2 separate regions of the Mus musculus genome follow, and region 2 is linked to region 1. The links are chromatin contacts, called in public HiChIP or PLAC-seq maps. All regions are on one chromosome and are shown on one strand. The core of a region is the stretch at or near the end of the contact, and the rest is flanking DNA. Distances in the headings are between cores, read along the strand shown.

Region 1 (4,228 bases), core at 1,657-4,156:
ATCCCATCCCTGCTCCCTCTGTCTCTATGAGGGTGCTCCCCCACCCACCCACCCACCCACCCACTCCTGCCTTCCCACCCTGGCATTCCCCTACTCTGGGGCATCGAACCCCCTCAGGCCCCATCTCCTGACTTTTCAATCACAGATGCAAAGATTCCCAAAGGTCCAGGTACTGTGCTTGACTTCGAGCCAGCTTTTATCAGGAGAGAGAAAGCTATCTGAGATACCACTTAATGCCTTTTACATTTTTTGTCTCTTTCATGATGCCTGCCCCAGGCAAGCACCTCTAGTGACAAGATAGCCCAAGGGGGCAAGTTTTCAGCTTTGCCATGGGAAGAAGCAGGAGCTTTGAGAATCACTCTAAGGTTGGCGCATGCACAGCAACCATTGTGGTTTCATCTCCAACACCTTTGCTGTGCTTGGGAAAGCTCCAGGCGTCTTATTTTCCCACATTGTGCAGAGGTGCCTGTCGCTGTGCTACAGTTGTGATGGCTGGTTATAAAGGTCACTAAGAACTGCGAAGACACTCATCATTGACCAACATGCAGGAAACTGGGAGAGATGGAGGCACAGTAAAGAGACTCAGACTTGAAAGAATATAAGAAACTTAGCCAGGATGCTATATGTAATTTCCAGAACTAGTGGACTTATTCCAACTGCCGGTCATTGGCCCTTTCAAATGTTGTCAGCTTTACAGCAGCCATCTTCCATGTTTATTAGAATATGCTAATAATAGCATCTGTCGTTCTTAGGAAATGGCAGCCCTTCTGGATGCCAATTCAAACTTCAATTTTCAAATTTATCAACTTTATTCTGAATTTAAATGTGGTTCTTCAAAAGTAATGAAATGCTCATTTATCCATCCTCATTTAAATGAAAGAGAGTGACATTTTGTGTAGCATATGTAGTCACAAACCACAAAATGTTTAGTTAGAGAGAGCTGAGGTGATTCTCTTTAAAATCGGGATCAATCGTGAGAGGATCAAATGGTAGTCTCCTGTCACCTCCTCTGTCTGTCTTTATGTTTGCATTCCTATCATGAAATGGTGTTAAAATGAATCTTGAAGCAGGGTTGGGGGAAATAGGCCAAACGGGGACTGCCCTGAGTATACCAGGAAGAAGAGTATGCTTAGATTTGACTGTACAAGGGTGACTGACAGAGGAGGGAGGCTTTTGGGATGGTGCCCTGTGACTCTCAGCTTCTTACTTACCTACCAGCTCCATGGACTCCCCTCCCCCACATCATCACATTAACCGGCACTGCCTGTGCATTGGGGCTACATACTGACAGCAGGAAGACTCTGCTCAGATTATTAGAGGGATTGCTTCTGTGATAATTGGATCCTTTTCTCTGGTAGATATTACAGCCTTTACTAATTACAGGCTAGTGGCTCTGGTGCACCCTCCCCTGGCCTGCCCCAGCCCCAAGTAAAGTTGCTCTGAGACAGCAGTTGGAAATGGGAATTATAAAATAAATCTGCAAGAGGCTCTTTGAGCTTTTCTTTCCCATAAAAATATGAAAATAGAATATCATTTGTGAAGTTCTATTGAAGGAAGACTTGGGAAAGATAATTTAGGTTGTTTAGCAGAGGGAGTGTGGCTATTGAAAGAGCGCCAACCATGGCAGCCACGGTTAAAAGACAAATGCAATCAGGAGAAATTACTCGGAATGTTTACGTTCACTTTCAGTCTGCAAATTAAAGCAGAGCGAGTGTTCCTTTGGGTTGCAATTCAAATTCCCGTTTCCTCCCCAGATCCCTATAAATGTAGCAGCTGAAAGAGACTTCCTCTCTTCCTACAGTGACTGCTCCACACTTCACACTTTTGCTTCTATTTTCTGAGGGCTTTATTGCCTGTTTGACACTTTGAAATCACAAAACTGTCTCCTTCAGACTCTCCACTCAAGAGTCTCTCTGACTTTGGGAAGAGTATGTGAAATACTCGCTGAGCAGAACTGAACCGCGTTAGTCTCCAAGCCAATCAGCCTTCGCCTTGGATGGGTCTGACTACATCAGAGAGGTCCAGTCACCTCTTAGCCTATCAGTCATGTCCCGCCATCATCCTTGACACAAGTTGCTTCCTCTTGGGTTTTGGTGACTTAGAATTCAGGGCTCAGTTGAGTCTACTGATGGGATTTGGTCACAGGCCAGCAGTGCAGGTGTGAGGACAAATAGAAACCTATCGTGACCCCTGCAGATGGCGACAGCTGTTAACATGGAGGGAAATGCCTGCATGTCGCAGCCTGTCTAAAGTCTGCTATCTGTCCTCAGCTCTTCCTCTTGCTTGCCTTTTTCTCACCCCGACCCCCCAATGTAGAAGACGCAATTATACCCAAGATATACAAGAGTGCAAGTGGACCACTCAAGTAAGAAGAAATGACTTTATCTTTCTGGGGCTCATGCAACTAGGGGGGAAGGGGCAGAAAAGAAAGGGGGAGGGTAAGAGCTCTCTCTTCTGATTCAGTTACAATGTCCTACTTTTCAGATGGACAGTGATGGAAACTGCCAGCAAGAGGGAAGTCTGAGGTTATAGAAATCCCACTTCTGAAAAAAAGGCCAAACCAGACACTTTCTAACAGCTTTCAAGAATCTCCCAGAAGGGCCTAGCACGGTGACACAGTCCTTTAATTCCAGAATGTGCGGGACAGAGGCAAGTGGATCTCTGTGAGTTCAAGGCCAGCCTTGTCTAAATAGTGAGTGCCAGGATACTCAGGACAATGAAGAGAGATCCTGTCTTAAACAACCACAACAGAAGCAAAACAACAACAACAGCAACAAACAATAATAGCAGCAGCAGCAGCAACAACAACATCAAAATGAGAATCTCCATGAGAAGAGCCACATAGCAGGCTGAGCTTCAGCGCTGAGAACACCAGGGGGCGAAGGCGTCTGTTGAGCTCCCACTCTGCAAGTGAGCCAGGCCGTACGCGTGGACGTAGGCGTGGGCGTGGGCCAACAGTTTCCGGTCAGACATCCACGTCTTCTGTTGTCCGCAGGTGGTGCCTGAAGACATGGACAAATATGCCTTGCTGCAGAGGGCTAAACTGCATCTGGATTTCATCCACGCGAATTCGTGAGTTTCCAGAGGGGTTGGAACGGGGTAGTTTTTGTCCACGTGCCACCACCATACTCAATTGGAAAACAAAAGCTTAATGAACTTGGTAGGACTGCTTTAAGAATGTATTTATGCTGTGTGTGAGGACTTAGCAGGGAAGTCGTAACTCTATATCTGGGGATAATAACTGAATAATTTTGATGTTCTTCAGGTAAAGCCGAGTGGAAGGATGGTCCCATGTTTATCATTTAACAAATTTAAATATTGGCCAGAAAAATTGGAACACTTATCCCCCATCCTTTCTATCCTTACTCCGACACTCTGGAAGACACTGTTAAAAAAAAAAAAAACAACAAAAAACCAAAAACAGAGTAATTCGCTTGTGTAGATTTCAACAGCAGTGGGCAGTAATCGGTACTTTTCCTTTTGTGCTGAGTCACATGTGTTTGCTGTCTAACTAGCTGTTATGCTGTCAGACTAGAGGCAAGACAAGGCAGTTGGGAGAACCAGCTGCTCTCCCAGGGGACTGGGGTTCAATTTGAAACACTCACAGGGAGACTCACAACCCTCTGTAACTCCTAACACCATGTTCTGGCCTCCTTGGGTACCAGGCATGCACTGTGATACTCCGATGTACATATACCGAAACACCTTTGCACAAAAAATTAAAAATAGAAAAGAAATATCACAGTCTGTTCCTAACCATGACAATGGACCAAAATCCCCCAAGTGCATCTTTAAAATTTGGGTTAATACAGAACTACAAATGAAAATAAAGATCTGACTGTGTTGGTATATCTTCAGCTCTTCCTATGCATAGAGGCCTGTTGTAAAGTTGAAGATGGAGACAAGAGTAAGAGATGAACTAGGATAATAATACAGACCACTTGCAACCATACACCATGATGAGCAGAGCAAAGCAAGGTCATGATCCTACTTAGATGGGTACACCACTTAAAGTATGGACAGCTTATTTCTGGAACTTTCCAGTTAATATTTTTGGAGTGATACAAAGGGTAATGAAGATCCGCAAAAAAGTAAAACCATGGGTTAGAAAAGGCTACTGCAGTTAGGTTGCAGAGGCAAGTGACTGAATTTTGTCACTTCGAGTTCGGCACAGTACAACAGTGGATGGTATGTCTGTCATTCATGCGGTGTGTTGGTGTTTAGGAAT
Region 2 (3,869 bases), core at 157-2,656, 48 kb after region 1:
AATCACAGGATGGGAAAATATTTCAACACTGGCAGGATTCCTTCGGATGTTTATAAGCATCCCAAGAACTATTGTTTTTCTTTTCTCGACTAAGTGAAGGGATACTTAATTGTTTAACCCCTGGGGTACTAAATGAAACTGCAGCATCACAGTGCAATACTGTAATGCAGATAGTGTCTCTTGTTGCATTCAAAGTGTATTAGCAATGACACATATGCATGCACATGCTGTAATAAGGAAACCCATTACTTCATATGCCAATTTAAAAATAAATTAGAAAGTGCATTGATATTTATAGCATAACAGCCACATCCTAGGCACTTTGACATGATTTATGTCAGAAAATTGGAACAATTGAAAGGAATTCCTTTGATCTTTGATCAAGCTTCAGATGGTATCCAAAGGAAATTATATCTTACCAGAAAACCCTTGGATTACTTAGGGCTTCACCTTCAGTTTCCAGAGTCCCTTGGAGTTCTGCCCTTGGACTGAGTGCCTGCTGAACAGATCCCTCAGATGGACCTCAGAGCTTTACCTCATCATCTCTGTCTCCTTCTGAACCAGAGAGAGATGGCTTCCTGCTTTCTCTTTAATCTCGGAGCCTTTTCTGCAGCTTAGAAGCACAGAACGCCACCTCTTAAGCCTGGCTTGGTTTGCTTTTGCCCAGCATTTCTTGTCTATTTGGAGAATATTTACAGCTCACAAGTGGGTTCTAACATTTAAGGTCTGCTAAGAGGCACAGTGTTCCAGCAACCTCCCAGGAGCATGCAGTTTACTGTTTTTTATTCCTGGTTGTCTTCTCTTCCGATCTGTTTTCTTTCTTCTTTGTCTTCACTCATCCATCCTGTTAGAGTGTTCTCTCAGCTGACCATAAGAACTTACTCTAATACCTGATTACGTACGGAGTTAAGTGTTATATGTCCCCTTCAATGTTCTGAAAGCAAATGAGACTTTTCCCCCCAATTTTATTTCTCTCTTCACAACTGATTAGTAGAAATTCCTTTTGTTCACGTGGACCTACAATCTCTTAGTTATGTTTGAACAGGAAGATTACATTGTTTGTTTAGTTTTTGTTCTGCGTCAATTACTGGACCAGCTAATGTAAAGTATTTTTCCTGTGACTGATGTATCTTCTTAGTTGGTTAGCTGCCAACAGATTTTAGTTCTGACCAAAGCAAATGTTATCTGTGTTTGCCTTCTGTTCAGAGGCTTAATGCCATGAGTGTGGTAAGATTTGCTTGTGTTTGCAGCATCGTTAGTTCTGGGAAAAGGTTTCTAAGAGCATACAGGAATCTGAAAGAGACTGAGCCCAGGGCCCATATGTCTGCCTATGTAGTGCCCAGTTGGTAGAGCTGTTTGGAAAGGAGAAGGAGGTGTGTCCTTATTGGAGGAGGAGTATCACTAGCGGTGTGGGTGTGGTCTTTGAAGTTTCAAAAGCCCAGGCCATTCCCACTTAGCACTCCCTCTGCTTTCTGCTTGTGGTTTGTTACGGAAGCTCTTACCTGCTGCCCTAGCCAACATGTCTGCTGCTTGCTGCCCTGCTGCCCTGGCGTGATGAACTCTCACCCTGTGTAACCGGTTCCTTACATTCGTTGCCTTGATCATGGTGTTTAAAACTAAGACAGAGTGCACTAGTAGAACATTTCTTTTTTTTTTTTTAATCTTCCCAAAGAGAATGGTACCCTGCACACTGTGACCTTTCGAATTCTCTATTTTAGAATTCCAGAGAGACGGTCATTCAGAGCCTACACAGCTGTTCTGTATTTTGAACCCCGGATGAAAATATTTATTCAGGCCAAAAGAGTTCAAACAAAGCATCTGTGTTATTCCCTCTACAAACCCAGGTAACATGTTTCCTTTATTTCCTTGATTTTTTTTTTAACATATAAAATTGATATAACTCCTCAGGTTGTCAAGAGGAAGGCATTGACTGATGGTAAGAGTGTCACGTTGCTCTCAGGAAAGACTGAACACTTCAGGGAACAAGCAAAGTTTGGATAAGGCTCAGTAGGAATTGGCTGTTCACTTTCACGCTTTGGTTGTGATTCTTTCCAAGAAGAGAACCCAACTGGAGGTGTTTTTGAGTTTATATAGTAGTATGTTAGAACGATTAAGCTCCATATGGTCTTGTTATATAGTAATGTTCTTCAGAATGAGATTACAAGAAAGTGATTCCATAGGATTTTTACCACTTAATAGTGACGTAAGTGTCTTAGTGTTGTAAGTACACTGTGGCTGCTGACCTAGTTCTCAGACTGTAACATACCATCCCTATCATTAAGCAATTCATGGCCTACAGTTATGCATGGTATGCATATAGGATGAGCAGATGTATAAAATACCTGATCCACTTATATTTTACTACATATATTTTTATTTTCTTTTAAAAGTTATTTTATTTTATTAGTTTATATCTGTGGATCTTTCGTCTGCATGCATGTCTATATACCACTTGTATGCAGCATTCACTGACAGCAGGATTGGGCACTGGATCCCTGGAACTGGGGTTAAAGACAGTTCTGATCTGTGGTGCGAGAAATTGAACCTCCGACCTCTGGAAGAGCAGCAATTGCTCTTACCTGTTGAGCCATTTCCCCAGCCCCTTATTTTATACACATATTTAATATAAAATTTAAGCTTGAATTTTCATAATATAGAATCAGTCTTGCCCAAATACTTATGAAGTTCCAATGGTCTTTTCTTATTTGTACTGTTTTTTTGTCTGTTGGTTTGTTTTTTCTGGGTAGCCATTGATTTGTAGAGGTTAGCACATTCCATGTGTCAGATTATACAGGTACAGAGACTAGAAATAAAAAACGAGTCTCACTTAAGGAACTTACAATTCACTAGGAGAAACAATGTTTTAATGAGGGCTAAATAGGTACCTTTTACTTATATTATTTTCTACAGTGGCTTTGTGGTTTTGTTTTGCTTTAAACCATCATGATGTTAGAGATCTGAATAAAAACTCAAATCTTCTGGTTCCATTTTCTTTTCTTTTTACCAGTCCTCATTTGGTGTTTCTCTCTATATATCAGGTTACTTTTGGTAAAACATCTTTGCTATCATGTTGTTATGGTGTCATGAAATCTCAACTGCTGGCCTGGTGCTTGAAAAACTCCTCAAAGAGATGTAAAATTAAAAATACAGATTAATTCTGTGACTTCACCAAACAACAGTGGATTTCTCAACAGCTCCAATTTGGATTTCTGTTCATTCATGTCAGGCTGTTCATTTCCTAGTAAATATCAAACAGTGTTTCATCTCCATCAATCTCAGTCTTGTGGGAGGTACCAAGGGTCTTCTGGATCTGTCAGCTGGTCTTTTCAAGTTATTCCTGTCTTAGTGAGTTTGGTTAAGAAAAATGTTCAAGCCACTGGAAAATGTATTCCTTTCCATTTTCTGAAGAGATTTTAATAAGCTGAGTTTTACAACATAAAACTCCTTTTGGCGAACACTTGCTGTTTTCATCTTAATATGTTTGCCTTCACCTTCTGAAAAGACATTGTTAGCTCTGTACTGGCAGAAGTAGGCAATATGTCAATGTGTGTATGTGTGTGTGTCGGTATCACTAGCTTCCTTCCTACATCATACCCTCTTCAGTATTTTCAGTAGTAACTTGGATAAAAAATGCCAAATGTGAATTTTTTCAATTCATATTTGATCCTGACCTAGTGGAATATATCTCCTAAGTAGTACCTGAAACAAGGTGTGAAAAGAGTTAAATTCAATAAACAAGTATGATATGGACAAGTGACAGATCGCCTTTAGATTTTATAGAATAATTTATTTATTTTTATCTTATATACATTGGCGTTTTGCTTGCATATATATCTGTGAGAGGGTATTGGGTCCTCTGCAACTGGAGT

What was found. HiChIP or PLAC-seq counts read pairs in DNA pulled down with a chosen protein or histone mark.
Region 2: a contact with region 1 is called in an H3K27ac HiChIP or PLAC-seq map of embryonic stem cells, with 20 read pairs. The contact joins the enhancer-like site here to the promoter of Morc1 in region 1. A contact is called at or near these places in 3 of 39 promoter capture datasets (the C10 cell line and embryonic stem cells), 6 of 484 Hi-C or Micro-C datasets (embryonic stem cells and nephron progenitors), 5 of 115 datasets of contacts at active chromatin or transcription factors (embryonic fibroblasts and embryonic stem cells) and 2 of 9 other capture datasets (adipose tissue and liver).

The regions. Positions count from the first base shown.
Region 1 is chr16:48,428,331-48,432,558 of GRCm38.p6, forward strand. It overlaps Morc1 (microrchidia 1), which reads left to right and starts at 2,907. Exons shown (of 27, transcript NM_010816.1): 1 at 2,907-3,072. The coding sequence starts at 3,011.
Region 2 is chr16:48,478,110-48,481,978 of GRCm38.p6, forward strand. Morc1 (microrchidia 1) reads left to right here. Exons shown (of 27, transcript NM_010816.1): 9 at 1,719-1,844. Among named protein-coding and RNA genes, the nearest start is that of Morc1, 49 kb to the left of the region's middle. Within about 2 kb of position 1,407, at least 12 of the 459 cell types and tissues checked have an H3K27ac peak or open chromatin away from gene starts, as enhancers often do. A contact at or near this core is called in embryonic stem cells, where this site is marked.